Regions from separate parts of the Mus musculus genome. Here region 2 is linked to region 1. The links are chromatin contacts, called in public Hi-C maps. All regions are on one chromosome and are shown on one strand. The core of a region is the stretch at or near the end of the contact, and the rest is flanking DNA. Distances in the headings are between cores, read along the strand shown. Region 1 overlaps 2610307P16Rik (RIKEN cDNA 2610307P16 gene). Region 2 overlaps Cdkal1 (CDK5 regulatory subunit associated protein 1-like 1).

Region 1 (6,148 bases), core at 1,160-3,659:
TCTAAACTCCTGAACATTCAATTTCCATTTGCCTACCCCCCCATCATCCTGGATACCCTTAAAATGGGGTTGATAGTAACTACAGAGTTAAAGGTATTCATAACCTTCATGTATTGAAGTTATAGAAGTGAGAACCCCAAATAATAATTTTCTTAAATGTAGAAGTTACATTTATTTTATTCAGCTTGAAAAACTGCATCCAAGGTGTATCCTCTTTGTGCACACAAACTTTTTAAATTTCAAAGGACATTCATTATCTATATAAACATTCTCTGTAATATCTGACTCTTGTCCTCTGTCAGAATGTTTGAAAAGTGGACACTACATCAGGTGGACACTACATAGACTTTCCTGGTACTGTAGATGTGACTAAGAAGGGCTGGGACTGGTAGTGAGTCTCAGTAAGTAGAGTCCTTGCCCACTGTGCCCGAAGACCTTGGTTTTAAGCCCAGCAGGTTCTAGAGTACGCATGATGGCCAGCATACCAGAGCCAGAGGCAGCAGGATCAGAAGTTCAAGGGAGTTCTTTGCTATGGAGGAAATTGAAAGCCAGCCTGGCTACATGATACCCTGGAGAAAGATGAGGAAGGAAAGGGAGATGGAGACAGAGAGGACAGAGAAAGAGAGAAAGGTGATTCCTCCTATTTTAATTTTTTAAGATTTTATTTCTTTTTATGTTTATGTGCCTATATTTATGTACCTTAAATATGCAGTGCCTGCAGAGGCCAGAAGGTGGCATTGGTTCCTCTGGGACTGGAGTTATCAACAGTTTGTTAGCTCCCTTGTAGGTGCTGAGGTTTGAACCCTGCTCCATTCATCTCTCCAACCCTTCCTGAAAGGATGAGTTTCCTTTAGACATAGGTGTTTTAGTGGAATGTATTCCATGGTTACAAGATGGTGAAAGATACCAGAGCCATTTCATTCCTATGCTTTTGAAGGTGAATAGAAAGTACTGGTGTTTCAGTGAAATGCTCTCTAATAGAAAGCACAGTGGCCAGACCCCAAGACCAGTGGGAGAAAAATACTCAAAAAGGATAAAAGTGACTTGCGATTAGCTCTGGTGTAGAGTTCAAAACAAAATCAGACTTTGCAGGTAGCATGAACATTTTTGAAACAAGATGGGAGAAAAATCTCACAATGTAGGGTGGAAGAGGAGAGTAAACATTGTTTTGGACCAAAGAAATTATGAATGAATAGAGAGAGGCCCATGGACCTTACAACTGAGCACCCCATGATCTGGCTATGGGGATTGTTTGAGAACCTTCTATGTCCACCTCATATTGTTTCTGAGCTCAGTGATAAAAGAGGGGAAATTCATGAAGAAAGAGGCTTTGAGAAGGGCAAGCCTTTTGTAAGCCTTTTGTTGGGATCACGATGGCACATTTCAGGCTAAGAAGTCATCTAGATTGGTTCTCTGACATGATCACGTTTTGTTTCTGTCACTCAGAAATACCCATTCCACACCGAGCTGAACCCAGCCATTCCTCCATGGCTTCTACTTCAGTAGCATATGCAGGTATTTTCTGCTTTATTTCCTTTGTCATTGGTCTTGCCTCCTCTCCTCCTCCTCTTCTCTGTCTCTAAAATCATGGTTACGGCCCCAAGTCTCTCAGTAGAGGAACAGATGGAAGTGCAAGAGCAGTGGAGACATCGAAGCTACTCGGAGCTTCCAGGGTCATCTGGGAACCTTGACAGCACACCCAGCTTCCTTGAGTGGTCTCCATGCAGACTACCAAGTAGCTTTACTCTTGATGATGCTTACATTGGTTTTCAAAATAAGAGGCCTTTACGAAAAGGTCAAAAATGACTTACAATGCGGGGAGAGGGAGGCGTTACTGTAGCCTGCCCTTAGTGTTTGCTAAAGGCCATGCAGTGTGCTCTAATAGAAACTTCTTCTCTTTCAGAGTCCGAATGATTCCGTAAATATTGTTGTTGTTTGGGAAAATATGAAATATGTTTAGTCAATAAAAAACAAAGCCTCCAGGCAAAGCTGGAAATAGTGACGTCAGTGACCTACTCACTGGAGGTGTGTGTGTGTGTGTGTGTGTGTGTGTGTGTGTGTGTGTGTGTGTGTTTGTGTACACACATGTTTTTCACTTTCGGTGTTGTTTCAGAGTGAAAGCAACAGATGCTTCCTTCACAGGCTTCTTGTTTCCTGGTTTTCAAAGCCTCTCCGTTTGTTTGGTTTTATTTTAAGGTCCAGTGTTCCTTAGTCCTTCTGAGAGCATGGGGAGGCCTGTCAGGCTATATGTGCCCCCCTCCCTCTCTCTCTCTCTCTCTGTCTCTCTCTCTCTCTCATTAACCCACTCTTCTGTGTGTGATACCAAGTGGAAGTGTGAGGCACCACAAACTGCTTTGAGCAGAGCCCACTTCCCTTCGCCCGCAGAGTGTAAAGCAGTTATACCAACATCAATCAAGGGAAACCCACAGGCTGAGCTCACACCGTTGAAGCAGGTGCGTGAGTGAGGCAGGCACACAGGATCATGGCAATGCCCTGGCACTGTGCCCACAAATGGCAGTTACGATGGTGTGTGGGCTGTGGCTGCTGCACCCTGCAGAGCCCCCCTCTCCCCCCGAGTCTGCTCTTCCTCTGAAACACAATGAGTGGGTCCCCTACCCTTGAGTTAGCCTCCTCTGCCATTTCAGCTTTCATTCAAATTTATAACGCAGAAGTTGTAAGGAAATATTACTTTGTTTTCTTTCTGTGGTACCTTCTGGAAAGACCCCTTTAAAATTATTCATCAAGCAAACCACTGATTTACTGAGATAAATGAAGCAAATACAAGGTTTAAAAATGTGTTTGTTTGTGCTTGGTAGCCTGAGGTGGGAGGACCACAAGATTGAGGCCAGCCTAAGGAACCAGTGGAGAGAGACCCTGGCTCAAAATGAAAAAAAGTAAAAATCAAATTAGTGAGGACTAGGAGGCCTGTTCGGTGGCAGCACATTTGCCAAGCTGGCCTGAGACCCTGGACTCATTCCTCAGTATAACAAAACAGAAATAAGTCCATCATCTGTACATGCATAGCACATACCAGTGCTTACATATATGACCCGTGACCATCTTCACATGTGTATATGTATACATGCTTGTGGGTAGATTATGTGTGATACTTAAATACACAGGTGTCTATGCATACACACATATAACCTCAAACCAGGTTTAAAAATCAAACTTCTACAGGTTGTGCGATAAAGAGAATGTGAGAATCTAAGACAATGACACGGTGGAGATGATTTTTAAAAAGGTAGAAGAAACACATGTGTGATCCAAGTGACAGTGACCCGGTCTAATCCAGGTGACAGCGGCCTGGTATAATATAGTGGCTCATGGAAATTTCTGTAAAAGTTTCCTGTCATCCCCCCCCCCCAATTTTTTAGTAGGTATTTCCCCGAAAGTCCCCCATACCCTCCCCCACTCTCCTACCCATCCACTCCCACTTCTTTGCTCTGGTGTTCCCCTGTACTGGGGCATATAAAGTTTGCAAGACCAAGGGGCCTCTCTTTCCAATGATGGCCGACTAGACCATCTTCTGCTACATATGTAGCTAGAGACATGAGCTCTGGGGATACTGGTTAATTCATATTGTTGTTCCACCTATAGGGTTGCAGACCCCTTTAGCTCCTTGGGTACTTTCTCTAGCTCCTCCCTTGGGGGCCCTGTGTTCCATCTTATAGCTGACTGTGAGCATCCACTTTTGTATTTGCCAGGCACTGACAAAGCTTCACAGGAGACAGCTATATCAGGGTCCTTTCAGCAAAATCTTGCTGGCGTATGCAATGGTGTCTGCGTTTGGAGGCTGATTATGGGATGGATCCCCGGGTGCGGCAGTCTCTAGATGGTCCATCCTTTCGTCTCAGCTCCAAACTTTGTCTCCTGTCATCTTAATAAAAAGTAAAAGTTGGGACTTTTGTGGCAGACACCGCTGTCCCTGTCTCTGCTTACTGTAGCCAAAGTCATCCCTACTGTGTCTTTCCATATCGTGGCTGATGGTGAGACCTTGGGCCCCGTCTCTTTAAGCTGCTTGCAGACAAAGTTCCAAATAGCAGAGAACTTTCTTGTTCTGAACACTGAAGCAATAGGATTTGGATATAAGGGTTCTGCCATTCACCGAATTATTACAGGATTCATGTACCAGAGTGATGACTTCCCAGGCCATAAAGGCACTGGCAGCAGGTCCATCTAAAGGGAGGAATTTGAGGATGAGAGCTTCATCCTGAAGCATACAGGTTCTGGCATCTTGCTTATGGTAAATGCTGGGCCAAACACAAATGGTTCACAGTTTTCTGTCTGCAGTGCCAAGACTGAGTGGCCTGACAGGAAGCACATGGTCTCTGGGAAGGTGAAAGAAGGCATGAGCTTCATGGAAACTGTGGAGCATTTTGGGTCCAGGAATGACAAGACTAGCAAGAAGATCACTATTTCTGACTGTGGATGACTCTAATTCTTTGGACTTGCGGGCTTCTTACCCACCATAACACTCTCTATATATCTCAGAAGAGTGCCCCCACCCCATCTGCTCTCAGTATCCTGAAATCTCTGCTCCCACTGAAGTTCTTGGGGTTCCTTATTTTCCTTTTTCCCCATCTAGCTAGAATGCAGAATTAAGTTTATGATTATGAATAAATGCTAAATAAGAAAAAAAGATAGGCCTTTAGAGATAGCTCAGCAATTAAGAGGACTGGCTACTCTTCCAGAGGTGCCAGGTTTAATTCCCAGCACCCACATGGCAGCTTACAAAAGTCTGTAAGTCCCCTTCCAGGGGAGTGAACTACCTCATGCATACAGGTCAAGCACTAATGTACATAAAATAAAAATAAATATTATTTTAAAAAGTGAAGGATGGAAATGGCACCCTTAGTACATTCTGCGCCTTTTGCAAAGTTTGCTCCTGTGTGTGCTGTCAGTCACGTTACCTGCTTTCCCCTGCTGCTTCATGTTCTGATGTATGTGATTTGTATCAATATATGTCCACAGTCACTCTTTGAACACTCAAACTGGCTAAGTTGTGGAATACAGAACAAACTCAAGGTCATTGTGTGTGCAGGAGAAAATATACTGTTAGGGGAGACATACTCTCTATCTGGAGATAATTGTCTAATGCATAAAATCAAAAGCTGTAGTATATGCATAGGCATAATGCCTGCCAAGGCACATTCGTGTCAACCCTGTGGTAGCACATGCAAGAGACTTAACTATAAAATTGCTTTATCAGGAAGTGATTTCTAATGGGTTTCTGTTAGAAATATCTAAAAGGTGCCAGGGTGATCACATGTATGTTAGCAATAATGTATAATGAAACACCATGTTTCACATGGTGTATTAACATGGAATAAATTTCATGTAACTGTGTTTTTTTCTTACATTTATTCATTTGTGCATTTGTTTTATGTGAATGTGGGCATATACATACTTGGAGTACTTCTTTGGATTCCAGAGGGCAAGTTGTGGGTGTTGGTTTTCTCCTCCTACCGTGTGGGGTTCCAGGTATGGAACTCAGGTTGTCAGGCTCGGTCACAAGTACCTCAACCCACTGGTCAGTCTTTTCAGCTTTGCCCTGTTTTCCTGAATCCAGCACACCCTGTGTGTATGCATTTGTTTACATGTAGGTATTAGGAACCATTTGGGAGTCTATGTAAACCTGAAAGTTGCTATTGCAAGATTATTTAATGTTATTTTCTCTATATATTCCTAGCAATGTAATAGTAGCCATTTAGTAACGGTACTAAATACAGAAACGTGCCAACATGAGATTAATCTATTATCAGTATATTCTTTACGTGTTACCTAGGAATATTCATCAAGGTTTGAGAAAGAGCCTCTTTTTCTTCCTTCCTCCCCTCCTTTCCTCTTTGCTTTCTTCTTGTTTCTTGATATAACTTTTTAACAGACAGTGTCATTAGCTGTTGATTGATAAATTTAGCAGACTTTTGTCTACGTGTTGATGCTGGGTACTACCAAGGGCCCATCAAATGTGCTCTTCCTGTGCAAATTGTTGAATCAATTCACCATCAGTGTGGTTTTATCGCACAGGGCTAACAATATTGATAGGAAAACAATCTGGGCCCATGAGAAGGAAGGTTTAACAGCACCATTTTGTTTTATCTTTTCTCGGGAGTGTTTTATGCACTCTGCCTTGTCTCCCATTGTT
Region 2 (5,636 bases), core at 225-2,724, 1.3 Mb before region 1:
CTTCGTGCAATTACAGAGCAACCCAAAAGATGGCACTATTGACCTGCGTTAGCATTTTCATTTGCTTTTTTTTTTTTTTTTTTTTTTGGATGGGAAAAAAAAGTGTTGGATGTCTTATCTGCAAATGTCTTAAATTGAGGTTATATTTTTTACATTTAATTTTCTGTTTTGTAAATGGATCCTTAATTCATGTAAGGCTTGCTGGGACCTGATTTCATTTTTATTTTGAAATGGTTTGGAAATTTGGTTATTTAACAATCATGTTGTAGATATAAACTATATAATCCAATATAATTAATGATAAAACCTTGTCTTAATGTGACAGCTAATGTTTCATAGGAGACATAGTTGCTGTTGTATAGCCAAAACCATTAATTTTTTGAAGTCTCTAAACCAGTCCAGTGATTAAAACATAGCAGGCATAAATAAACAATTTGTGTGGCTTTCAGGTCACACCACTCTGGCTTATCCATTTTGGAAAGTCATTTTATATTAACAGGACTTTTGAAAATTTAGTAAAACCTTTCACTGTTTCTGTGTCCTCTGGCTGTAATGTGATAGAAGGAGAATCTAGGGTCTATGAATAGCTTTTCTAGGTGAGAAATACAAAATTAGATAATGTGCCTCTGGCTTGATGGCAGGCTGCTTTCAACAGCAGCATGTGTTTGTATCCATCATCATGCAGTTGAACCCCTTCCGAAGTCATCTTGAAAAAAGATTTATTTTATATTTAATTGTGTGTAGGTGTATGCACATGTGAGTGTGTGTATCGTGTCAGTCTGTGCACAACATGTGTGCTGGTGACTGCAGATGTCAAAGGCATCAGATACCCTGGAGCTGGAGTTATGAACCTGCCTGATGTGAATGCTGGGACCCCAGCCCAGGTTCCCTGCAAGAGCAGTGTATGCTTTTAAATGCTGAGCCGTTTCGCCAGCCGCAGATACTCAAAGGTGACCCAAGTGTGATGGTACAAGTAGGACGGTCTTATGTCCAGTCAAAGGTATCTGTGGCTGTTTCCCGCTTGTACACTTGCCAGGGATTTTTACTGGAAGTAAGAAAGCACAGACTACTTATCCAGCTTTTTTGTGAGATGAGTGGCCCTTGTTTTGGGACCAAGGTCAGAAGTACAGGACCTTTCGGGTTGTCCTTTACTGCCCTTTATTGGAGTGGGGAAATTGTTTTGAATCTGCATCAATTTTATGTTTCAGCTTTTATGTATTTCTCCCCAAATTACTTTTTTACAAAAAGGTTAGTATGCCTTAAAAATGAAGATTTTTGCACCTTATTCCATTAGACCCCATTCTTACCTCCCTGACAGGACAGTCTCACTCACCACCTGTGTGTAGTTTCAGGAGTGACAACGCCTCTGCAGCGAGACGTTTGTTTTTATGCTCATGGTGACAGATGTACAGTCCCTGTGAATCTTCACTCTTCTTGCCGCCTCTGTTGATGCCAGTAATGTGATGCACATGTGATGTGCCTGAATTGCTTAGCAGTGCGCGGTTAAGGGAGAGGTTGGTTCCTCAGCAGCAGCTCCAGTGGGCACTGACTGACAGCCATCTCGACGTTCTCTAGGATTTGACAGTGGCCTTGTGAGTGGAGAACAGTCTGAGAAGTTAAGGGGTTGCATTCTGAGGTGGCTGCTTTGGAGGACTTGCTTGGGACTGCCTGCCTGCCTGCTGCATGAGCAGTGCTGTCCTTAGGGTGACTCTAGCTCATTCCTCTCTTCTTGGAGATGGGAAACTCTGTGGACTTGGTAGATAACAAAGGGTAGTTCCTGCATGACTCTTGTAGGGAAAATAGAAAACAACAACAACAAAATGCACTGTTTTTTTTTTTTTTAAACCTTTATTCCTAGACAAATGGACAATATCAGCTAATGTTTAAAACATGTGTTTACAAATTTCTTCCACCCATCTCAAGCCCTATGCCCAGGCTGTCTGGATTCAAGTTTGTATCTCAGGGTAGGAGTGGAAGTTATCAAAGGTGGTAGTAGACTGGCAACATTTCCTCAAGTAATCCAATCAAACAACATTATATATTTGTTGTGATTAAAAGATGTGCTGTGCAGATTCTTGCCTGGCTTGCTTCTGTAGCTGTCTCATAATAATGTGTTAATTTATGCTGATGGTCTTACCTCGTGACCCTTCTGTGTGGCATAGATATGTTAATATGTTCTAGCTTTTTAATTTCCATCATCCCTGTTGCTTGAATCTGCTTGTTAGTGCCCACTACCATTTATACTAGTCTGTGTCAAGGCCTGGCAGAGGACAAGAAAAATGTATCTCAGAATCAATTTCTTTAAGCATGCATTAGTAATGGAAGAAATTATAAGATAGACATAATTTTAATAAGACAGTTATGTCTGAACATTCATTGCAAATAGTAAGTACTCTTACTACCGCCAGCTCATAATTAAGAAAGGGAGTCGGGTCATTGGCTGTATTAAGCAAAGGCTTATGAACATCTTTTGATATTATTTTAATGTCAGTGAGAAAGTATCACAAGACAGAAAAGTAGGTATCACAGGCAGTTCTAAAGAAGCTAGCACCTTGATTATACCTATGTTTCTATTCCTTAACTGGAGAGTCATGTACTTAAATATTGCACAATATATGGTGGAGAAATTGAGGACTTTATGTAGAGAAAGGGCAAATCTGATCAAAGTTTAAATATTTAGATCTGTTACAGTGAAAATTCCATAGGGGAAATTTATAGACCTTATATACAATTTTTTATTTTGTCAACAGAATATTTTTATCTTTATTATAGAAAATATACTTAGGGTATTTCCTCCTTATATTTAGCCTTTTATATGGTAGGGACAGTAACTACTTTAGTTCTGTCTTAAAACTGTTTCTTCTCTAGCCTTTGATTAACTATTACTCTTAAGGATGCTGATAAATTTAGACACTGATAAAACCTGGGGAATGCTGTCATAACAATGACGCCGGCTTCTCTAGACCTGTGATTCTTCATGTTGAGGATGGTTGCTGTAATGACTAGTAAATGACTGCCAGGCATTAGCTATTATGCTTTAATGAAGAAACTTCCCATCTATGATGTTTTAAATTCCAGTACTTTACATGTACTCGCAATACTAATGAAATTTGAATCAGACACGTATTTAATCGGTTTGGACGTATTTAGATGTCTTTTAGTTGTATGTGTTTCACTCCTGTGTATCTTTGTCTGTGGTGAGTGTGCATTAGGAAGTGAGGCAAACTCTGATGGCTTCTTTGGGTAGTCAGTGAGTCAGATGAGAAATGTGGGATTAGGTGTCAGAGGATATGGGGGTCTTGTTCCAAAAATGGTTGGTAGTCAGTGAGCTTCCTCATCTTTTCTCAGGTTTTTAATTCTCACAAATGAATCATGTTGACTATGGCAGAAGTGAGAGGCCCGGTGATGGCTCTTCCCACGCAGTGTGTAACTTTGCCTGAGGTGAAGCACTTGATTAGAACTGTCAAGTGTGAAGCTCTATTGGAATCTTCTTCTTCCCTCGCCTGCCCTGGCCCACGCAGACCCCAGTCAGGTCATTCCTTAGCAGCGCTGTGGCCTCCATCCTCTCTTTCCCACTCCTAGACCACACTGCCCTTGTTTATGCTTTGCTTCTTACTAGGACGAGCCCGAGTAAGGGCCAGTCTTCTTCTTTTGTGTTCCCAGCACAGACCATACTTTTCCTTACAATAAGCACTTGATTAGGATTTTAATGGCTTATATTAATATTCATGCCATTTAATGGGGAGCAAACAGAGCTTGTTATATAAGTGTTTTCTTCTTCTTTTTGTGCTCTTCTTGTTTGTTGTTAGGTACAGGACAAGGAATGACTTGGTATAATGCCTGAGCAAATGCAGTTTAGCGTGTTTGTAGTTTGTAGTTAGCTCTTAAGTTTTTGAGACCCTTTCTTTGAACAAACAAGTAAAATGGCTTTGTAGTCCTTTTCAGATGTTGTGATTCATGGGCTGTGTAAGGCTAGACTTCATGCTCACAGTGACTCAGTAAAAAGGCACATAGTTCTTCGTTACTTTTCTCTGTTGCTTCTTTTCATCTTCTGTACTTACTCCTTGTGGCGTCTGGCCAGTGTTGGGCATTTCTTTCAGACTTGTCATTCCTTCTGTACCGGCCAAGCAAATGCTTTTGCTCTGGTCAGGAACATTTCTAGTGAGTTAGGTTTTATTATTGGTACAGTCATGGACCACCTGATCAATCCCTGTGTGTCACAGTAATGAGTGTTTACCGCCAGCCACCAGATTGTTTGGCTTGGGACTCTGATGTTTTAATCCTCCTGATGGTTTTCAGTGTGGACATTTTTTTTTTTCTTTCTGAATGTAAAACTAACCACCAAATACATTCTTCAGCCACAGCTGTTTTTATGTGGCTCAAGTTCTAGAAAGAGTGATATATTGAACTTAAATACGTATGTAGGTGAGAGGGGGGAAATGCACAAACATAGTGTTAGATTGTGCAGGAATGGCCAACTTACCCTGTGGCCTTAGTGACACCATCTTATCTTCCCAAACCACAAGTTATTCATAAATAAGATGAACACATGACGTCCAGTGTGCTCAGACTCTTTATAGATTCATTTATTCACTAGATATATGTGCATCACAGGCCTGTTATGCTGTGTATTCAACCAAGGAGACAGATCTGCCCTCACCCTTGCAAGAAGACTTCTATTTCCCTTCTCTCTGTCCACCTGCCCTTCTCTCTTGCTTGCTTATCTGGTCAGTGGGTAGATAATGAGGAAATGAAGCAATGTGGAATGATTAATTACAAATTTACAGACTCTGTCTGCTCTTATGTACAAAATGGATTGATGACTTTTCGTGTGCATAAATGGTCTATAAAGACAGTGGCTTATATTTGCTTTAATGTTTTTAAAATGAAGTGGATTATCTGGTAGTGGTAAACTAATTAGGTGCTTTTTAAAGTGAGAAGATGAAAGGCTTAGCTGTTTAAGTTTAGGTCTAGTATATATAAAACAGGAAAAAGATTTATTCTTGACATTGAAAAGCAACTTTAAAAAAAAGCATGGGAACTGGGTAGTTATTCATACAGTTGTGGATAATGAAGATCAGAAGTAATTTTATTTTGGGGGGAAAATCATCTTTGGTATAAGTCAGGCCTCCTATTTTGAACATTTTACCCTTATTCTGGAGAATTGAAATTTATTATGTTGCAAATGGGAAAATTAATTTGAATGGAGTTAATACAAATGAAAGGAATAAAATACCAGTTAATTGAGAAATAGGCTAAGGTCTTCAAACTGAGAACACGTTTCTTTCGTGTATTCAAGGTCTAGAAGGAAGTCTGAGTCTGTGCAGGTTAGCTCACTAGCACTTAACTGTGTTGGCAGAAGCCAGGTTGGCGTCCAACAATTTATTTCTCTGACTTCTCCGAAGATACTGATGAAAGCAACTAAATTTATTGGTTATTAGGTGGCAAGAGTAAGTTCAATTTTCTCTATACTTGTGACAATTAGAGGTTGGTTCTAGCATATCTAATGCTCGAGTTTCAAGGCTACCTCTATTTGAGAGCTGTTTGGGGGAGATAACCTTGTACCACATCCATTTTAATGAGTGCATTACTCTTACCACCTGCTGAAGCCGACTCGGAGTGACTACTGACCTGAA

What was found. A called contact is a pair of places that touch in the nucleus more often than the background predicts.
Region 2: a Hi-C map of the P5424 cell line shows a contact between it and region 1, with 4 times the contacts expected there. The contact joins two enhancer-like sites. A contact is called at or near these places in 2 of 15 datasets of contacts at CTCF or cohesin (large pre-B cells and pro-B cells), 6 of 484 Hi-C or Micro-C datasets (the AtT-20 cell line, the P5424 cell line, cardiomyocytes and 3 more) and 5 of 115 datasets of contacts at active chromatin or transcription factors (DN3 thymocytes, T-cell acute lymphoblastic leukemia, astrocytes and 2 more).

What each region holds. Positions count from the first base shown.
Region 1 is chr13:28,509,037-28,515,184 of GRCm38.p6, reverse strand. The region is part of intron 7 of 2610307P16Rik (RIKEN cDNA 2610307P16 gene); the gene reads left to right. It also overlaps the pseudogene Gm6081. Among named protein-coding and RNA genes, the nearest start is that of Gm40841, 91 kb to the right of the region's middle. Within about 2 kb of position 2,409, at least 93 of the 459 cell types and tissues checked have an H3K27ac peak or open chromatin away from gene starts, as enhancers often do. A contact at or near this core is called in the P5424 cell line, where this site is marked.
Region 2 is chr13:29,829,774-29,835,409 of GRCm38.p6, reverse strand. The region is part of intron 4 of Cdkal1 (CDK5 regulatory subunit associated protein 1-like 1); the gene reads left to right. Among named protein-coding and RNA genes, the nearest start is that of Cdkal1, 23 kb to the left of the region's middle. Within about 2 kb of position 1,474, at least 8 of the 459 cell types and tissues checked have an H3K27ac peak or open chromatin away from gene starts, as enhancers often do. A contact at or near this core is called in the P5424 cell line, where this site is marked.